Regions from separate parts of the Pan troglodytes genome. Here region 1 is linked to region 2. A link is a contact called in public Hi-C data. All regions are on one chromosome and are shown on one strand. The core of a region is the stretch at or near the end of the contact, and the rest is flanking DNA. Distances in the headings are between cores, read along the strand shown.

What was found. A called contact is a pair of places that touch in the nucleus more often than the background predicts.
Region 1: a contact with region 2 is called in a Hi-C map of induced pluripotent stem cells, with 2.1 times the contacts expected there. The contact joins the enhancer-like site here to the promoter of GEMIN2 in region 2. A contact is called at or near these places in 3 of 7 Hi-C or Micro-C datasets (blood and induced pluripotent stem cells), 1 of 1 datasets of contacts at active chromatin or transcription factors (stem cell-derived excitatory neurons) and 1 of 1 other capture datasets (stem cell-derived neural stem cells).

Annotation. Positions count from the first base shown.
Region 1 is chr15:37,607,199-37,611,209 of NHGRI_mPanTro3-v2.0_pri, reverse strand. No RefSeq gene overlaps it. Among named protein-coding and RNA genes, the nearest start is that of FBXO33, 65 kb to the left of the region's middle. Within about 2 kb of position 1,954, at least 7 of the 24 cell types and tissues checked have an H3K27ac peak or open chromatin away from gene starts, as enhancers often do. A contact at or near this core is called in induced pluripotent stem cells and stem cell-derived neural stem cells, where this site is marked.
Region 2 is chr15:37,353,506-37,357,637 of NHGRI_mPanTro3-v2.0_pri, reverse strand. GEMIN2 (gem nuclear organelle associated protein 2) reads right to left here and starts at 2,112. Exons shown (of 10, transcript XM_509917.6): 1 at 1,824-2,112; 2 at 1,385-1,469. The coding sequence starts at 1,993. LOC107968151 (a long non-coding RNA gene) reads left to right here and starts at 1,738. Exons shown (of 2, transcript XR_010150912.1): 1 at 1,738-1,837.

The sequences.
Region 1 (4,011 bases), core at 705-3,204, 250 kb before region 2:
TGTGTACCCTATACTATACACAGAATTAAGGATGAGTGTGAAAAGAGGGAGATTAAAGATCTGTATATAGAATACCTAATTGTAGGCACTACCATTCTAGTCCTATAATCCCAAGCACAAGGCAGTGAGCCTGGATTTGCCTCTAGCTAAAACACCGGACAGATCTTCCCTAAAGAAATTAAACTGGAACAAGCAAGGGCTTCTAGTGTGACTAGATCTCTTTCCGGCATCTGAACAGCCTTCACCCTGCCAACCAGATCCCTATCTGCTCAACCCAAGGCAAACCCTGTCAGTCACAGATTCCGCTCCCCAAGTCCTACCCACAAGAAAAAAGATCTCCCAGTCTGAATTCTCACTTGAGAAAGCCATGTAACAGGAAAACAGTCCATCTTACATTTTAAAAAATATGAGCCAGTACTAGTTAACTAGTTCGTCTTTCTGAAACATGGATAACTTCAGGCTTAGCAAGCATGGTGAGGACAGAAGACCCAAGAGAAGCAAATGGAATTTAATTATTAACTCCAGAGGAAACAGATAATTTAGAAGACAACTTTTAGAAAGCTCTAACATAGAGAGATTGAAGAAGATAATAAATCTTTACAAAAAGGACAACATCTGTGAAACAAAGTATGAACTAAAGAAACAAGTATAATAAAAATGTTCTTGAAGATTAAACGTATGTTTACCGAAAAAAATTTCAAGAGAATGACTGGAATATATAATTGAAAAAAATTTTCAGAACAAAAGTTGAAAGATTAAATTACCTATAGGTCAAAAATTACCAAAAAAAAAAAAAAGAAAAGAAAAAGAAAAAAAGTAGAGACTAAAAATATAAGAAAAGTAGAAAAGGAATTTTCCAAAGATTAAAAAAAAAAATTCCCAGAATTTCAGAACATGAGTCTTCAGAGTAAGTGCCTTAACACAAGGTGGCAGCCATGGTACACCAAATCATGTCTCTCCTCTGCAAAAACCCTGCTATGAGGAGTACAGTTCTTTAGCCTTCAGCACGCACACAAAAACCAGGTTCCTCCTGGGAGATTCTCCAAGCCAAGGACAGAACACAGCAGGGGAACCAGAATAGAGCCATTCCTACCTAATGAGGGACTATTCTAACAGGCAATTTTTACCCTGGGAATTGCCACTGCCCTGCCTGAGACTTTCTCAGAGATGCACTAAGACTGTTTACACCCAATTTTTCTTCCTTCTCTCTCTCCATTCACTGATGACAGACCTGAATCACTGTCCGAAAGTCCTCTCCAATCTAATTTTGCTCTCTCACCCCTAAATCCTTCACAGGTGTTCTTCCTCAATAAATCTCTTCATTGTCTAATTCAATCTTGGAATCTTTCTCAGAGAACCTTAATAAAACAATAATTGAAAAGAGCCTCACATGTAAATGCATTATATTGTGATTGTCAGAACACCAAAGATAAAGGGGGGAGAAAAAGCAAGTTTCCACAGGAAAAAAATCAGGTTACCAACAAAGGGAACAAAATGAAATTTCCTTCAGACTTCTCACCAACAACATTAAAAGATAATATATTGATATTAATTGATACTTAGAAAGCAATATGCAGTAGTTCCTCTGTAACTATGAGTTCTGAATCCACAGAATCAATCAACCACAGATCACAATATTTGGAAAAAAAACCGACAACAATAAAAAATAATACAAATAGAGAAGAGAAGGGGCTTCAAGACAGCAGACTAGAGGCATCTGACATTTGCCTCCTCCACAAAGAACCAAAATAGCATGTAGATAATCACACTTTGAATAGATCACCTAAGAGAGAATACTGGAATGGAATAGAGAAGTGACAGGAAATACCTGAGGCATGGAAGGAGAAGGAAGTCTGGCAGCCAGCTCAGCTGGGTGCCCAAAGAGGCTCTCCAGTGTAGGAAAAGGGTGAGGGATCCCCAGGTATCCACATTCCCACTGCAAACTCCTGCAACATTAGCCACAGGACAGAACCCTCAGACTAGCTAGCATAAGGAGCTGCCTAGACATAGCACGTTAGCATTGCTCTAGAGAGGGAGCTCATGCCGAGTACCACACTCAGTCCCTGAAATCCAAGCTGTGCAGCACAGCACCATTTCAAAATCCAGCCCCACCAGACTAGGCCTTCTGCTCTAGGGCTCAACAGCCCCTGCATCTCCACACCCCTGAAGCTGCACTGATATTCCCCTGCATTCACCAGGATGACTGCAGTGGCATAGTATCAGTTGGAATCAGTGGAATGACAGGGTCGCCAACACTCTAGCACACACAGTATCCTGCACCCCAAGGATAGGGCACTGTAGCACACAAGGGAGGCTGCCCCCAGGACAAAGGGAACCAAAGTGCTGCAAGTTCTCCAGAGCCTGAAACCTGCCTGCCTAAAGCTACTGCCATTGATAAAAACCCTGCCTCCATCAGCAGCAGGGCCACAGCACAACTGCGTGGCTTTCCAGTGTGCCACACTGCTGCTGCCACCAGGGACCCAAGCGTGCGCCACTGGCAGCAACTCTCTGCCCCTCAGCAGCACAGCTGCCATGCACTTGCACACACTCTGAGAACTATTTCTGCTGTTGCCACCAATGCCAGAGGTTGAAGTTTGTCCTCCCTAGAGCCTACGAGTTGCCTACCTGCAGCTGTGAGCACTGACAGCAACCCCATCCCCACCAGCAAAAGGACAACGGTGCACTAGTGTGTGCCCTGAGGATGGGCTCTCTCCACTCACCACAATGCAGCTGCCACCATCCAAGTGCTCTGCCAGGAAACCTAAGGGTCACCCCGATCTGTCCACCACAAACTGCACCCATGCATACCACAGGACAGACTGAGGACAGGCTATTTCCAAACACACCATCCAAGGGCGTGGGGATCAGCCCAACCCATCCACCACTGCTGGCATCTGTACACTCCTCCTAGGGGCCTGAAGATGGGCTCACTTAGCCTGCCACTAACATCACAGCTGGTACCCGCTGGCACGTGCCCTGAGGGCCTGGGAACTGGCCCACCCAGCCCAACACAGCCATTTCCAAAACAAGTGTGTGCCACCTGGAAACTCAAAAGTTGTCTTACCACCACTACAGACATTGCTCATGATACACACACTGCCCAGGGGCACAACAACCCACCCGCCTGGCCCACCAATGCAACTACCAGCACCCAACAAAGTTACCCAGAAGCCCAAGAATAGGCTACTCAGACCTGTTAATACCTGTACCCGTGTATGGACACGCAGAGGCCCAAGGACAGGCACACTCAGCTCACTATTCCCACTACTGGGCCCTGAGGACGGCCTGGCCCACCTGGCATCCCTATATCCAGCAAAACCTCACCACAGTCTCCACTAACAACTACAGCCTAAGCAACTGATGAAATCACAAACACCACTGAAGCTGCTTAAAGTCTAAGAAACTGCATAGAGACTACACTACTGCATGCACCCAGAATCAAAGCTAAAGTGCCCTACCCAACCAACAACACAGGCACACTTTTAGGAAAAAGTCTGGCCCTACAAAAGCCAATACAAAAAATCAGAAGAAGTGATTGTTACACCAGACATACAAATATCAATGTAAAGGAGACAAAAAACATAAAAAAGAAAGAAAATGTGACATAGCCAGAGAAACAAAATAATTCTCCAGCATTAGATTCCAATAAAAATGAAATTTATAAGATGCTGGAGAAATAATTCAAAATAATGTTATTAAAGCTCAGTGAGATGCAAGAGAACACAGATGAACAACACAAAGAAATCAGAAAAGCAATTCAGGATATAAATGAGAAATTACCAGATAGATAGATAGATAGATAGATAGATAGATAGATAGATAGGTATTTTTAAAAACCCAGATATCCTAGAATAAAAGTACATGAAATTACAAACACATCTGAAAGCTTCAACAATAGACTAGATCAACCAGAGGAAAGAATTTCAGAACCTAAACACAGGCCTTTTGAAATAACTCAGTAACACACACATGCAAAAAAAAGAAAAAATAATAAGAATGAACAAAGCCTAT
Region 2 (4,132 bases), core at 863-3,362:
AGGCAGAGGCAGGCAGATCACTTCAGGTCAGGAGTTTGAGACCAGCCTGGCCAACATGGTAAAACCATGTCTCTACTAAAAATACAAAAATTAGTCAGGTGTGGTGGCACACGCCTGTAATCCTACCTACTCAGGGGGCTGAGGCAAGAGAAGCTCTTAAACCTGGGAGGCAGAGGTTGTGATGAGCTGAGATTGTGCCACTGCACTCCAGCCTGGGCGAAAAATTGAGACGCAAAAAAAAAGGGGGGGGAAAAAGAGAGCCCTTCTATGATTCCTCTACAGTAGTTCTGTCATTTATTGATTATTATACATGCTTATTTTCTTCATAGCAATAATCACAATATGTAATTATTTGTTTGCTTGTTTACTCTCTGTCTTCCTCAGGAGGGTATGTAAACTCTACAAGGGTAGGAACCTTTTTTGTCTTACCCTCTGTTGAATTCCCAATGCCCGGCACAACCTAGTTGCTTAATTAAAGATGTGCTGGATAAATAAATAAATGAAAATGTCCAGAGTGTGCAAGTAGCTATAAAAGTGTAAGGCCGGGTATGGTGGCTCACACCTGTAATCCCAGCAGTTTGGGAGGCAGAGGTGGGCGCATCACGAGGTCAGGAGTTCGAGACCAGACTGGACAACATGGTGAAACCCCGTCTCTACTAAAAATACAAAAATTAGCCGGGTGTGGTGGTGGGCGCCTGTAATCCCAGCTACTCGGGAGGCTGAGGCACGGTAATCGCTTGAAACCGGAAGGCAGAGGTTGCAGTGAGCTGAGATCGCACCACTGCACTGCAGCCTGGGCAACAAGAGTGAAACTGTCTCAAAAAAAAAAAAAAAAAAAAAAGTGTAAGACATCTGGGTTTCTATTCTTAAAAAAAGTGAAACTTGGTCAAATTCAGAACATGCAAAGCACACTAAGATTAAACACCAATCCAATAACTGGAAAAAGTTCCTTAAAAAATAAAGGGGCCAGGTGAGGTGGCTCACGCCTGTGATCCCAACGCTTTGGGTGGCAGAGGAGGGAGGATCACTTGAGGCCAGGAGTTCCAGACCAGCTGGCAACAGAGACTCCCTCTCTATAAACAAACAAACAAGCAAAAAATAAAAGATAGCATAAGTAACCCTTTTAAAGACTCCTTTGAAAGGACTGGATAATGTCCTGAAGTAAGATGGGCAAGACTCCACAAAGGCTAGAGTTACAGAAAGCCTCTTTAGAGGCAGTAAATGCCAATTGTCTTTCTGAAGGAAAAAGTACAAGCGAATGTCTAACTTTGCACGGAGTAGTCAAATCTTACGTCATAATTGATGCTGTCAGATACTATAGGAAGAGCGTTAGTCTTTTAATTGGGGGGTTGGGGGTAATCTCCAGACGGTTAATAAAACTCACAGAAATATTCACACTTTGCTTCCTTTTCAACTTCTTTGGGTCAATTTGAGCTACCACAACATCTGGACATTGAGCTGCTTCGATCCTACAAATAAGTAATAAACGCGATAAATTAAATTTCTATTGTGCTTTGCTCAGGTGTAGTAAAACAAGCGATCCACTTCCACAGTTCATTGTGAAATCAGAAAAAAAATTCAGACTTCCAATTGAGGTACTAAACAATATATTTCTGAAATTATCTGGATTCAAAACAAATCTAAGAGCACACATCTTGATACGTGCAATCACGTTCAACAGAAACTCGCCCACGTTAGGATGTAATCCAGAATCCTGAATAGACCCGAACTCGCAACAGACTGGAACGGGAATAGAGCACCGAGGGCTGTACCCAGGGGCAGGGCAGAAGACCAGCCCACCCGCCCAGGGCCGAATCACTCACTGGACCCGCCTCAGGTATTCCTGAGGCGTCCTCGGGGGTACCGAGGGATCGAAACCTTCCGTCAAGTCGCAAGGCTCTACCGGCAATAGCCGAGGCATCAACTCTTCCACTGCGGACTCCGCTGGTACCCACGCCATGGTTTTCAAACCAGCCAGTTCCGCTCGGCGCATGCGCCCATTCTAGGTCACAGCGCAGGCGCACTAATAGACACCTTAGGCGCGGAGCTGAGCAAGTGGCAGTTTAGGGAGCGTTAACTGCGCATGAACAAATTGCTGCTTGCCTCAAGGTTAAGGCTCCGGTGGTGTAATAAAGGATCTGAGAATTTAATTCCTAGCTGAATTGGTTCGAACGCGTTTCTGGGTCTTTTACCCTCTGTTTTGTCTTCTAACGCTGGGTAAAGGCCGAGGGTTAGCAACTTTTATGCATCCCTAGTAGTGAGGGATCCTTAAAAATGTTTTTTGAATTAATGAACAATATTACTGTAATTATCATTCATGGAGCTCTAAATTCTTAAACTCTTCATAAACACATTTTCTCATTTGATTCTTAGAACAGTCTTGTGAAGTGGGTGGTAATATACCCCTCTCTTAGGGCAGGGACTGACCTTCCAAAGAGGAAGAACCAATTCCAACCTAGATTTATGCGATGCCAAATGAATGAAAAATTAATTTTCTACAGAAATTTCTAGTGCTTGACCACTTCAAAGATCACTGTATGTTTATTTGGAATATTACTCCTAGAATAGCCAGCACTTTTTAATTTTTGTTTTAAAGAAAAATCTCTTCGTTTAAATACAAATAGTGAAAAAAATGAAACTAATGCTAACACCCAGAAATTAACAAAAATGTTAGGTCAATCTTGTTAGGTAGATAGTATTATTATCTCCATTTCATAGGTGAGGAAACAAGGCAAGAATGTGCAAGAAACAAGTATAATATCTGATTATTTCTAAACAAATACAATTGAGTGAATACAATTGACTTATTTTCTAACACTGATGTTTATTTTAGAAGGTTAAAAATTTTTATTTATGGCACTGCCTTTAGTTTGCAAGGAATTGATTTCAAACCAGGATGTAAGTCTAAATTGAAGATAAAGTGAGGATAGTCCTTAGCTTATTTAAGTACTTAATGCTTAGGAACTGTAACTAAACAATTGGGACACTTGGAAAGATATCGCCTGGCTGCAAACTACAGTTATTTGGTTAACAAATTTTCACTGGTTTTGGGAAAAACAGACTTAGAATAGGATGAAATACTCCTGTCGTCCAACATTTTGGTGATAATCAAGGACAAATTTGAAAAAGTAAGTAGTGACGTGAGGACTAAACTGAATTTTTTTTTTTTTTTTTTTTTTTTTTTTTTTTTTGAGACGGAGTCTCGCTCTGTCGCCCAGGCTGGAGTGCAGTGGCGCAATCTCGGCTCACTGCAAGCTCCGCCTCCCGGGTTCACGCCATTCTCCTGCCTCAGGCTCCCGAGTAGCCGCCGGGACTACAGGCACTCGCCACCACGCCCGGCTAATTTATTGTATTTTTAGTAGAGACGGGGTTTCACCGTGTTAGCCTGGATGATGTCGATCTCCTGACCTCGTGATCCACCCGCCTCGGCCTCCCAAAGTGCTGGGATTACAGGCATGAGCCACCGCGCCTGGCCTGATTTTTTTATTTTGCCCAAATTCCTATCTAAGGGGTCTGGGGAGTCATGCCCTACAAATCATAAATTCTCATCAGATGGGTTTTATTTAACCCTATATATCACGATTTACTTTTCAACCTCACTTCGGCATGACATTACGAGACAAAGAAGAAAATAAAAATATTTTACCCCAAAACATGTTTCTTTGCCGTATTTTGAAATGGCCCTGCAAAGCTGTTCTTTGTGGAGGAAATTTTGCATCCGTAAATAATCTTGGCCAGGCGCAGTGGCTCATGCCTGTAATCCCACCACTTTGGGAGGCCGAGCTGGGCACATCACCTGAGGTCAGGAGTTCGAGACCAGCCTGGCCAACATGGTGAAACCCCGTCTTTGGTAAAAATACAAAATACTAGCTGGGCATGGTGATGGGCGCCTGTAATCCCAGCTACTTGGGAGCCTGAGGCAGGAGAATCGCTTGAATCCAGGAGTCGGAGGTGGCAGGGAGCCGAGATTGTGCCATTGCACTCCAGCCTGGGCAACAAGAGCAAAACTCCATCTCAAAAAAATAAAATAAAATAAAATAAAATATTACCCAGCCTTGACCTCCCGGGCTCAAGTGATCCACTCACCTTGGCCTACCAAAGTGCTGGGATTACAGGTGTGAGCCACTGGGCC